Linked DNA regions of Mus musculus: region 2 is linked to region 1. Evidence: chromatin contacts called from public HiCAR-type data. All regions are on one chromosome and are shown on one strand. Each heading gives the region's core, a stretch centred on a gene start, on an enhancer-like site or on the middle of the called end of the contact. The rest is flanking DNA. Distances are from core to core; before and after follow the strand shown. Region 1 overlaps Foxn3 (forkhead box N3). Region 2 holds the start of Efcab11 (EF-hand calcium binding domain 11).

Evidence for each region. HiCAR-type assays count read pairs that join an accessible place to other places.
Region 2: a HiCAR-type map of astrocytes shows a contact between it and region 1, with 4 times the contacts expected there. The contact joins the promoter of Efcab11 here to the enhancer-like site in region 1. A contact is called at or near these places in 5 of 39 promoter capture datasets (cranial neural crest, embryonic stem cells, frontonasal cranial neural crest and 2 more), 1 of 484 Hi-C or Micro-C datasets (bone marrow-derived macrophages), 9 of 115 datasets of contacts at active chromatin or transcription factors (astrocytes, bone marrow-derived macrophages, cardiomyocytes and 6 more) and 4 of 9 other capture datasets (adipose tissue, embryonic stem cells, liver and 1 more).

What each region holds. Positions count from the first base shown.
Region 1 is chr12:99,212,529-99,218,985 of GRCm38.p6, reverse strand. The region is part of intron 4 of Foxn3 (forkhead box N3); the gene reads left to right. Among named protein-coding and RNA genes, the nearest start is that of 4930474N09Rik, 53 kb to the right of the region's middle. Within about 2 kb of position 2,960, at least 38 of the 459 cell types and tissues checked have an H3K27ac peak or open chromatin away from gene starts, as enhancers often do. A contact at or near this core is called in astrocytes, embryonic forebrain and forebrain, where this site is marked.
Region 2 is chr12:99,881,486-99,887,590 of GRCm38.p6, reverse strand. Efcab11 (EF-hand calcium binding domain 11) reads left to right here and starts at 4,149. Exons shown (of 6, transcript NM_030172.2): 1 at 4,149-4,309; 2 at 4,734-4,829. The coding sequence starts at 4,235. It overlaps Tdp1 (tyrosyl-DNA phosphodiesterase 1), which reads right to left and starts at 3,073. Exons shown (of 16, transcript NM_028354.5): 1 at 3,039-3,073.

The DNA.
Region 1 (6,457 bases), core at 1,711-4,210:
CCCACTGCCTGGTGTCTTTCCTTTCCCTTTCTCATCTTTATAGCTGACCTGAAGTCAAGATGTCTCCCCCGCCTCACAGCCTGAGGCCATTGCATCTGTCCATGCCCCACATCTGGCCAGAACCACACTGAGCCGAGAGGTGGTACACTAAGATCTGCGTGTCTTCTGTCAGGGTGCTGCTCGGTCACACGTGCAGAAAGTAACTTGACATGGCTGATCCTCCTGTGACACTGCTAGTGACTGCTCCCTACCTATCTTGCGCCTGTGACTATGTTTCCGGCTGGCGTGGAGCTCTGGCTTTCTGAAGATATCATTGCCTTCCAAAGCAATGAGAATCCCCCCACTTTGGAGACGGTGGCACTTCCCACAAGAAAACATCGCTCCCAAGATGCACAGTAGATTCATGGTGGAATGATAAGAATTCCAGACCCCTGTCCCGTCGTTTTTCTTTGTACCAATTTTAAAAGATCCAAGAGATATTGCCAAGTGAGCATATTCAGAGAGCCTGGCCCTGTGTCTGGGGCCACCCTTACCTGCCCTGACTGCAGAACACTCACTCCCCATTGCCAGCCTCCTTTTCCTGGCCTATGGAAGGCAAGGCTGCTCACACCTCCAGCCAGCCTACTCTACCGCTAAGCAGATAGCAGGTCACCTAGCTAGCCTGGAATGTGGCTCTTAAGTGTCAGAGGAATCTGTACTTAAAATCCATTCTTAGATGACATTTCAGGAAGAAATTATAGACTCCAGTGGTAATCAAGTCACAGGCTGCAAAGGTTCCTATGATAAGGTGGCATGACCTGTCTTAGTGGAAGCACTCAGATCTCTCAGAGCTGTGTAAATTGAAACCCCTTCCTCAGCTCGATGCCACTGTGTGCTGTGGGTATTACTTCATGTGTATGTACTTCAGATAGACTGGTCCCTAGGCTGAGAAGGGAATGGAGAGTCTAGGAAAGTCAAGGGGTGTGGAGTGAGCACTAAACAGATCTTCAGTGTCTCTCCTGAAAGTCTCTTATTCCTGGCCTCTTGACCACAGGTTGGGTTCTCCTGAATTGCTAACAGGATTGCTTTTTGATATTTCCTTGGCCAAACGAGCCTTTCCTCTCTCCATCCCTGTAACTCTCCAACTGTAATTCTCTTTCTGCAATATCCACAGTCCTATTTACGTCCAAGTGCCGCACTGAGTTTTAAAAGCGCTCATGTGTTAAAGGTGTGGATTCTTTTTCCATTCTTTCTAGGGTGGGGTTCCACGTCATCCTGGCTGGCCCCCAAACTTGCTGTGTAGCCAGGGATGACCTTGAACTACTTCTCCTCCTGCCGCCATTTCTCTGGCAAGCACCACCTTACCTTATGTGCATATGTGCGCTAGGGATGGAAACCAGGACTCTGACGGAGCTCTATTACCCAGCTCTGTAGGATCATTTTAGTGGGCTTTTTAAAAAGAAAGCTTTTACCAACATTCTGTGAAAGTGTAGCCACACCCTTCTCGAGGGCCCAGGCCAAGAAGGCTCTCCAGGGTCCTGGCAGGCACCACTGGGATGCCCATGAAGGTCACCAGAGGACACACTCAGAGACAGGAACAGCAGTGGGGACTGAGAACAAGAAGAGCGTGGACACTGGCTTCATATCTGCCTTCCCATCTGGAGGTCAAGTGTAAGCACAGTCAGTGGCAGGCTGCAGAGCCCCTAAAGATTGGAACCGTGCCATAGTTAGGGATCATGTCAAATCCATCATCTCCTAGTGGACACAACCAGAGGGAAGTATATCCACAGGTCTTTTTAGCCCATTCCAACTATAGCTTTATTTTCCTCTACATTGCCCGGTTGGGGTTGGGAGTGGTTTTGCAAGACTGGGTTTCCCTATGTAGCTGTCCTGGAGCTTGCTCTATAGCCCAGGCTGGCCTCAAACTCAGAGGTCAGCCTTCCTCGGCCTCCCAAGTGCTGGGATTGAAGATGCGTACCACTACTGCCTGGCAACGTTGCTGGTCTATTGCCTTGAGATTGGAGGCAGTGCCTCGATCCCTAAAGGGAGAAATCATACAGAGCCAGAATGATGACGATGCTGTCTCCCACCCTGCTACTGTTGCCCCAGGCCTAGGTATGAATCCTCAGTAAATGTATAAAGGCAACAGCCAGCCTCCATGATGGAGAACTGGCAGCGTGCATAGTGAAGCTCGTGGTTGTGTGTCCCTCTCTCTGTGGGTTCACACAGACCTTTTCCCATGGTCAGGAGCTGGCCAGCCTGGCTTCTGAGAACCCCATATGTTTTCTGCTGCTCTCTTCCCTGGGGCTGGGTGCTGTGACCAGGCTCTGTTTATAGAGCCTCCTCGCGCCTTGCTATTTATAGCTTCCTGCTTCACCCCTGAGCTGCCCCTCTGAGTGGCAAGCTACCCACCTCCTCTCCTGGCACTGTTCAGTCCTGGCAATTAACAGGCTAGCTTGGTTGCTAGAAAGGGCTCCCCCCACCCCGCTTTGTCATTGTGCTTTGTAGCCACTGCACTTCAGGTCACCAAGTGGCAGCCCCTTAGATTTCTTCCCTGTTTGGCATCCGAAAGTCTAAGCCAGGGCCAGCACACTGTCTCTAATGCTCAGTGAGTTTTAGAAAAGAGTCTGCCTGAGACGCTAGTGAGAACCCAGGAGCCCTGTGCCCCCTGCAGGGGTCGGACTGCAGTCCCGAGGGTCACCCCCTCTTGTTTCAGTTGTCTACTGCAATTTGCAGAGAGGCACAGTTAATTAAAGCCTTGGCTTCTAACAGTTCGTGCCCCTGGTGTCACTCAGTGTGTGGGATACATTCTGCAAGAAGGGCCATCGCGCGCAAAATGCCACTTCCAGAACAGCCAAGAGCATGGCTGTCTACTCATCTTACCTTCTGAAATCAAAATCTATCCACCTACTCCAGTCTCTCCCTAAAACGTGGTGGTGTAGACGGATCTCAGCTGCTCGCATCTCCTGAATCACCTGCCTAGTAGCTCCCTTGACAATCCTTATGAATCATCTTTAACCCCTGTGGAGAAACTAGGTCACCATAAGCCATCTCCAAAGGCTTATATAATCCTTGGTTGGAATTTTCCCAGAGACGGAACTCTCAATAATAAACAAAACAGCAGAATGGACCAAGAGGGGTGGGGAATGCTGTCTGGAACCGGGGTATATGTCCTTTATATAGGGCTCCACAGAAGAAAGACCACAGGAAACAGGTTGTGCCCTGCCTGCCCTGCCTGCCGTGACAGCCCTTCCCCAGCCTGCTTCCAAGCAAGCAGGTGGAAAGGGTGCCTTCAGGGGAGGAATGATGGCAGGAATGGCCTGCTGCTCTACTTATGGCCTCTCATAGTGTTAGCCAGGGCTGCCCTCCAATGGCAGAGCTGCAAGCTCCCTGCTGAGGTTAATTTTAGACCTTGCAAAGACTAAGGGAGATGCATATCAAAGAGCGAGGCAGGTGAAGTGCTGATGGCCAGCACAGTGTGCAGGAATGTTTGTTTTATGCCTCGGACCTTTCAGAACAGAAATGAGCTTTAGACCCTGGAAAGTGGCTCCGTCAGTAGTACTTGTGTGAGCACCTGAGTCCCAGACGTGGGGTTTGGGGTTAGGGAATACATGCCTGTAATTCTGGTGCTAGGGGGGCAGGGACAAGCAATCCCTAGCTCAATGGCCATCGAGTATGCACTGATCCATGCTGCTTCTCCCTGGCCAGGTGTGAGTGTCACAGTCTAGCTGATTTGAGAAGGCCTTGGAGACATTTAAGAAAACCAGTAAGTGCTGGGGAGTCTGGTGCTGAAGCCTGTGCAGTGGCTCCAGCAACCGTTCTCTTCTCCCGGGTTGCTGGGAGAAAAGATGGGAATGCTGTCGACCAGAAAGGGATGCTTAGACCTCTTCTACTGAGCACACAGAGTTAGAAGTTGCCTTCAAATGTGTATTTTCTTTAGTATTTGACTGAGCTGCCTCCTAACTCCATCTCAGAACGTGAGGTGATGGGTTGTGTTGGTCTTTGAATGTATTGATTTTTTTTTTTCAGGAGGTGCATAGTGAGAGAAGGGGTCTTAGTCAGGGTTTCCATTGCTGTAATGAAACACCACAAACAAAAAGCAAGTTGGGAAGAAGGGGTTTATTTGTCCAGGTCATAGTCCATCATTGGAGGAAGTCAGGTAGAAACTCAAGCTGGGCTAGAACCTGGAGGCAGGAGCTGATGCAGGGGCCATAGAGGGGTGCTGCTTACTGGCTTGCTTCATGTGGCTTGCTCAGCCTGCTTTCTTATAGAGCTCCAGGACCAACAGCCCAAGGATGGCGCCACCTACCATGGGCTTGGGCCTCCCCCATTGATCATTAATTAAGACAATGCCTTACAGCTGGATCTCATGGAGGCATTTCCTCAACTGAGGCTCCTTCCTCTCTGATGACTCTAGCTTGTGTCAAGTTGACACACAAAACCAGCCAGTACAGAAGGGAAAGAAAGATGCTAATTTTAGGCTAAGGGCAGGCGACTGGGCTCATATTCCTGCCTAGTGTTCAGTGGAAAAGGAGACGGCTCTCAATGCCTTTTTCCACAGAGCCATTGTGAACTGGCTGTGCCAGTTTCCAGAGACCTCATTCCTGACACTTGCGGGTGGGGACAGAAAGGAGAAGAGATGGAGGCACACTTAAGTGTCACAGCTGGCTCTTGGCAGCCAGTGAGCGGGCACATGCATGCTCACCATCTCAGTCTGGAGTGTGCTGCCAGTGAGGAAAACCAAGAAATGGCAGGGACTGGAGGCCAGACTCAGCAGCTCCCCTGAGAAGGAGGGCTGGGTTCAGAGGGTGAGCCACCTTACGTAAACGTTCCCAGGCAGTTTCAAATCTCAGGCACACATCTGCTACTGCTGCCAGGTTGCTTTGAAATGAATACAGCACATTAATTGGGAAGATGTGTATGTAGGGTTAGGGCTAGCTACCAAAGGCATAGTAGACTGGAAAGAATTGAATTTCCCCCATTAAACCGTGTGCCTTAGAGATAATTCACTGGAGTTTCTGGAGAGGTGATGTGGGCTGCTTGAAGGATAATGGGAGCAGAGTTGACATTAAAGCACACATCACCAGCCCCTAGGCTAAGCAGTTTTCATAGCCTTCCTTATGTAATCCTCAGAACAACCCTACAAGGTGTGTTTGTGCCACCTGACTAGGGTGGGATACCCAGTGTTATCTGATGCCATGCTACACAGAGCCCTTCTTAGACTCTGCACAGTGGGTCAGGAGTATCTCCAAAGCCTGGCCTCCAATAGGTGTTTGCTGGAGCCAGTTTCTTCCTGTTTTCCCTTCCTGCCGAAGTGTCCTGGTGTGTGAAGTGTCTGGACGTTCAGGCAGAGAACTGTGCATATGGGGCATGGGCCTCTGACCGTGGGTCCTCCTCATTGGCGGGTGACTCATGACCACATGAGTGTGCCCTGTGACTCCCATTGGCCCACTTCCCTTCCAGGGGTGATGCTGACAGTATGTACCTGGGAACCAAATTATCACAGGAGCCGTCATTGCTGTCGTCATTGCTGTCCTAGCCACTCGGTCACCAGGAACGCAGCTCAGGCCTAGCTCAGTCTAGCTTTCGTCTTGTTCCCTTTTGTGGGTTTTCAGCTGACCTGAGGTTGGGGAGGCACAGTGCCTCGGGGTTCTTCTGTTGAACGTGGGTCTGACGATGATACCGACTCTCACGCATTTCCTAGATATGAGTGCGTCTCTAACCTCAGTAAACCTCCCCTGCAAGATCACTTTGGTGGGAACACCACTTGCAGGGGGTGAAACATCCCTGGCTTACTTGAGTTGACATAGCTTGCTTCAGAGACAAAGCAATTAACTGGCAGAAGTGGGGCACAGACCTGGCGTTCCTAGCCACCTCCTTGCAGGCCACTTTCCTGCTCCGGACTGCTGCTCTGGGTAAAGTCCCAGTGTGCCTGCATTCCTTAGCTGCTTCTCTGTTGCTGCTAGGATGAAACACCATGACCAAAATAACTCAAGGAGGAGAAGGTTCCAGAGGGATGAGTCCATTGTGATGGGACGGTGGCCAGAAGCCGAAAAGTCACACCTTCCATCACAAGCACAGAGCAGAGGGTCGGCTGGAAAGCAGAGCCAGGCTGTTCACTCTCAGAGCCCGCCTCCAGCAAGGCTACACCTTCTCTACACACAGTGTCAAGTGTTCAAATGCATGAGCCTCTGGAGGGCATTACTTATTCAAACTACCACAGTGGGATGGCCTCCTGCAGCAAAGACCATGTTCTTCGTTTCCTTTTGCACGCAGTGCATTTATTTTTACCGTTTCTGAGTATGCGGGCTGCTTTTCTGCCTTCGAGGTCCAGTGCAGACAGCGCTCCCCATAACAAGTCCTCAGGGCACCTATACTTGGCATCAGGCATCTCCATCTGTGCGGCGATAACCCCCACACCAACCTTAGAACTTACCCTAGCATTTCTTCACACACGCACACCCAGTCTCTCTCTCCG
Region 2 (6,105 bases), core at 2,900-5,399, 670 kb before region 1:
TGTACCACCCACAGAAACATAAACACATATACAAACACACAAAAAATTAAAAACCAAACCAAACAAACAAAAAAAAAAAAGACCACAACCAACTAACAACAACAACAAAAAAATTAAATACTGGGACTTTCTACATTTATTCTCCATCCTAAAGCAAAGAGCAGATCTCAGATGTTGGGGTGAGAATTCTGTTTCTGGTCTGAGAAAGAAGCTGTTTGTAGATTCCTGTTTTTTTTCCAGTCAGAATCCTGCTCTGTGGTCCAGATTTGCTGGGTACCATACACTCTTCCAGCTCCCCTGTCTACGGTGCTGAGATATTAGGTGTGCTCCACCAAATTGGTTTTCTCCCTTCCCAACATAAGAAATTCTTCACAAACTCGTGTGTCATCCTTGCGCAGACACCATGCTGATCTTTATCATCCAGAGGCTGGCTGCTGCCAGGAGCACAGTCTGCAGAATCCAGAGAGATGCTCACCATCTCGTCCCAGGTGAATACAAGGACCGTGGCCTGTATCAGTAAGTCAGCATCTCGGAACCCCGAAAAGCCTGAGCAACCTCTCGGGTAACTCTAAACTCCTCAGACAATTTTTAGTGTTACCTGCATTTCCTAAAACCACATTGGGGGGTGGGGGGTGGGGCAGGGTGGGGGCATCCCTACCAATAATGTACAATGAGCTGGTAAAATAAACAGAAATGAAGTTTTGAAAAAGACATTTCTCAGAAAGCAAAGCCCCCTGTTTGGTCCAGGCTTTACGCGAACTTTAAGTCTGGAGATGGCTGACATTCAAAACTATGCTGGAGGGCTGTTTACCATGGAAGGAAATAGCTAATGAACTTGTACCTTGTCATTCTGCCCACCAGGTTACCAACCTCATTATGCAAACAAGGTCCTTCTCCTGCTGGAGAGGAGCTGCTGCGATGTAAATGTCAAGATCGTGTAGGAAATGGCTTCTAATGTGGAAGAGTGGATCTGGTCAGCATCCGATTGCACTGCTCCCTCCAACAGGACCAGGTTCCCAGCAGGCCAGGGAGCTTTTGGAACCAAAGACCAGCCTGATAACATTCCCCACGGCTTCCTTTCCACAGTTTATTTTCTATCTCACCAGGCAGTGCCTAGCATAGCAGAAGTGCAAAGTCACAATAGTAGTAAGGGACATCGAAAGAAGGAGAATACAGGTGTACCCCTCTACCCACCGAAGTCCCAGCCTGGAATCAAAGCAGCAGTGATTCCCACAGTGGAAGCAACTGGGGCCTGCCACCGACTGGGCACATAACAGCACCCCCCTCCAATTCCAATTTCTACTTAAATCAAGGAGAAAGCTAAGTTGTAAAAAATGCTTTACATTTTGCTTCTGAACTCCCAGTGGGTCCCGGACTCCTCCACAGGCACCTGTAACACTTGTTTTCCTGTCAGTAGAATGTAGCTTATGGCTCCATTACAGCTATCACAGCAAAATAAAGTCTACTTTGTAAAAGTATTTACATAGGAGTAGATTCAAATAAATATGAAGAAAATAACAGCATATGTGTAAAGAGAATAAATAAAAACTAAGGCAGGCGAGGCAATGGAATTTGGCAGTGTTGGATACTGTACCAAGATGGGGGAAAAAATCTTATGGAATCCTTTCACCAGACAGCAAACTCAGAATGTCATCAGAAATTTCCTTAAGGGCTTTTAAAAATATGCATGGAGGGCTAGAGCTTTGAGCCGTGGATAAGAGGGTTTGCCATGAGTTCCAAAGCCCAGCATAATACCTGTGCCTATGACCCCAACATTGTGATAGTCAAGGAGGTCTGAGAGTTCACTGGCCAGTCACCCAGAAAGAAAACTGCCGCCATCTTCAGGTTCTGTGAGATTCTGACTCACTAGAACAGGGCAGAGCGCAACTGAGGAAGACAGTCGGAAACTGCCTGTATAGGTGTGTGTACAAACACACACACACACAACAGCTGATGAAAAAAAAAAAGGCACTCCGCTTAGAACCTTGCTTCCACTATTCCCCGGTTGGCTGAGCAGACTCAGTATTTCTTCTATATAGACACTACTCCTCAGACATTTAAGACAGAGGCACCAGATTCTTCCAAGGTGGTCCTTCCTCTGAGCCGGGAAGTAAGCAGAATTGAGGTCGGGGATAAAGAGTTAATAATATAAAGCTTCTATCCTAGACAGGTTTAATTTCAGGGTGAAAGGCACACATTAACACATAAAAAGCCTAAAAGTCAAGATGACTACAGATGCTCACTACATTTTACAGGGATAACTTTTCTTTGGAATCATTTGTGGCATAGCATGAGACCTGGGAGGGAAAGGAATCCGCGGGCTAAAAGGCAGTCGAGAAACATTCCAGACAGATGGAATCCAACCTGCTGAAGGCCAGGAGGAGGTAGCTAGGTTCTAACTGTAACACAGGAATGGTCCAGAAAGAAGGGGTGGGGACAGTAAGGCAAGTTAAAAGCCGAATTTTATTCTAAAGACAATGGGACTCCCAGTGAGAGTGCCTTGGCCCGTCTAGTCTTTTAAAATGATCATATGTAACACAACTTTGTGCACACGTGGCGATAAGGACGCTTCTGCAGGAGCTGGGCTGTGGGGTGCTGACGATGGTCAAGGAGCAGTAATTTGGGGGTACAGTAAGCAAATCGTAAAGCTGCCAACGTTCCCCGAGCGCTCAGCTCTGCCCAGACACAATTCCAAGCGTACAGACTCATTTCAACCTCAAGACAGCCCAATATCACGGCGGTGTCCCTGGTGTGGAGCGTGGTCCACGGAGGGAGCGAAGGCCAGCGGCTCTGCAGCGCGTCCCAAGGGTTAGGAGCGCAGGGTCCGGGGCTCCCGGGACTCAGAGCGGAGGAACCCTGCCCAAGGACCCCGGCCTCGCCGCTCTCCTCGCGGTCCTCACCGAGCCCTGCTGGCCTTCCACTACCACATCTGATGGCAGCGGCCATCGCGCCGCCATGAGGAGGGCGGGCGCAGAGTTACCGCCGCCGCTGCCGCCAGAGCCCGCCCCGAGCCGGCGCCCGCAGCGGCAGACACCTACCTGACCCGCCAGGCCGCCGCCGCCGCCGCCGAGACTCCGCCCCGCGGCGCGCCCGCGCATGCGCGCAGTTCAAACTCGCCGGCGCCGCCGCCTAGCTAGCCAGCCGCTTCCCCTTCCGGAAGCCCCCCACTGGGTCCTAAAGACAGCCTCATTTGCCTGAGACCAAGAGGACCAGAAAAGAGCCGAATGAACGCCTCACTCTCTGCTAGTTTCCTGTTGAAAGAAGAGAGAAACAGAAAGCTGTGGTAGCTTCTCTCTCGAGGTTAATTTGCAAACAACGACTCCATTCTGGGGATGCTTTTAGGCAGCTTCAGGCTCTCAAGGCTAAGACAGCGGCGTGCTCTGGGAGATGGGTGAGCGGTAGAAAAAGACAGCTGCTTCAGACTTTAAAATCGACTGCTAGATAAAAAGTTAAATGAGCTCCCATCAGACTCAGAACCTCCTTTGAAGGTTTCTCCTTTGAAACGGTCATGTTCTTGTCAATCTCACTGATTTGCCAGAAGGGTAGAGGGTATTCCTCATCTTCTATAAAGATGTCTGGTATGGGATTCTTGTGCTGTTCCTTAAGTCAGCCTCACGTCAGGCATCGCCTTCCGGGGGGTTGAATAATCAATTCTGTGTAAACATTCAAAAAAACGGGACATTCCGTTTAATTGTCCTAGACACAGTGTTACGTGCCAGGGTTACCAAGAGGGCGAAAATAAACATAGTAGCTGCTCTGCGAAGGCCGTCCAAAGACTTGCAGTTTAAAAATGAATCTTGGTGTTCACTCATTATTTGTGTTTGTGTGCTTTTTTTTTCACATTCTTCGTGTGTCTCCTGCCAAATCTAGCAATGACACGGGTCAGAATAATCAAAAAGAGTTTATTGTAAATTTGGGAGAGAGCCTGAAAGCAATCAAAACGAGTTAAGAGAGCCCAGAGGTACCAGACCTCCCTTAAGACAAGAAAAATCGAGTAGGGGCGGGGCCAAGGTCTGGGAGCGGGCCTTGAGGCCCCGCCCCATCGTTAAACAGCGCCTTTAACCAATGACAGTACGAAATCAACGCCAGTGGCTCGGAGACTGACCAATGGGAGGAGACGTTGGAGTTGCGCGGCGAAGTTGAGTCCCAGCGGTGGTGGGCGAGGCCGCAGTGGCTGGTCTGTGTTCTCGCTGCAGCGGAGGAGACGCCTGGCTTGGTCTCCGTGTCGGTGGCGATGTTCTTGTCAGAGGCAGGCGCAAGGCCCCGAGCAGGCGAAGCCAGCGCCTCAGAACGCAGGAAATGGGTGAAAGTAGGTGTGGGAGCGCGACCCGAGTTCAGACTTAAGCCTGACCAGGGCCACTTCTGTCACCCCTCTTGGTTCTGGCATTGCTGCAGGACTCTGATCACTTCCCCGCCCACCACACTGTCCACGGATAATCACCTCGACCTCCTATCCGTCCCATCACCTTCCCAATCCCAGGACTGAGCTTTCGAGTACAGTTTATTCCAGCGGTTTAGAGGAATGGATTTGTCAGCCCCTTAAACTTGGTCAAGTTCCTTAAACTTTGGGGAGAGGGGACAGAGGGAAATCTTTAACTCGGCGGTTATATTGCTTGAGAATTAAAACTAGAGTACTGAAACTGCATTTTGAAAGCTCCACAACCAGGTTGAGTTTAAGATGTCTGTGTTTCTGGTTTCTGGCTTACTAACTGTAGATGTTTAATATTCCTTAGGTATTTAAAGCATGCGATGAAGACAACAAAGGCTACCTAAGCCGAGAGGACTTTAAGGTTGCGATTGTAATGCTGTTTGGGTACAAACCCTCCAAGGTTAGAACGTTTCCTCTCTTCCCCTCGTCTCCTTCTCTCTCCCTTCCTCTTCTCCCTTCTTTAGATGGGGCGGATAATGCTGTAGAAATGAATCCTAAGAAAACTGGCCAGGAATACTTTCTGATACCTGTAGAGCAAATCTCTGATTTATAAGCCTAAAATGCCTCCACCACCTAATTCCCCGCAAACCCCTCCCCCCTTTAAAGGCCCAAACAGGTGCAAACTAGGTATCTATGCCAGTAGAGGCAACAAACATCTCCACGAGTATTTATAAGAAATATAGGGTGGTAGAGAGTGGGAGTCTGGGAGGGGAAGGTGGTCTTGTAAGAGGAAGAATCCACCGGCTAGCTGATACGTATAGTAAAGTTTCTGGGTGGCTTTATTTAATTGGTAAAAGTAATATGTTCATACAGTCCACAAGATCCCTTCTCTTTACGCTAGACTGGGGTCCCACTTATCAGGGGTTAACCAGTTTCTTCTGTATTGTTCTACATACAGGTATAGGCACAATCTTCTACAGAAGTTCCACACTGTTTTATCTTAACATCCATTTTCCACTTAGCAACAAACCCAAAGCAAACCACATTACCATCTTAAAATACAGTTGTACAATATTCTCTTTAGCCAGTTTACCCTTTGTTGTTGTTTGGATTAACCTGCAAGCATTGTCTCAGTGATCATCATGTTACATCTACATACACCCATAGATCATGCCTTTTGTGGAATACATGCGCACATGTGCCTCTGGGTGTGTATGTGAGTGTGAATAAATCATGGATATGTAATTGCTGTACTTGGGAGCATTTGATAGATCAGGAATTCAAGGTCAATTTGGACTACACAATGAGACAACATTTTAGAACAATGACAAAGAAATGAAGATACCAAAATTCTTGGAAATATAATTGCTAAGTCTAAGGATGTACACATTTGACTTTAATTATCTTTCTTTTTTTCTTTTTTTAGAGAGGTAGGTAGGTAGGTAGGTAGGTAGATAGATAGATAGATAGATAGATAGGCAGGCAGGCAGGCAGGCAGGCAGGCAGGCAGGCAGGCAGGCAGGCAGGCAGGCAGGCAGGCAGGCAGATTGTGGCCCAGTGAGCTTCCTTAGGGTGGTTTACAGAAGGTGGGCACCTTATAGCCCCTCTGCCTTCCTTGGCAGGGTTTTGACAGGCCAAGTCTTGTACAGGTAATCACAGCTGTTGTGAATTCAATGGTGCAGAAACCATATGGTGCTCAGAAGCCAGCACTGCGTGTCACTACCCCCACTTCCTCT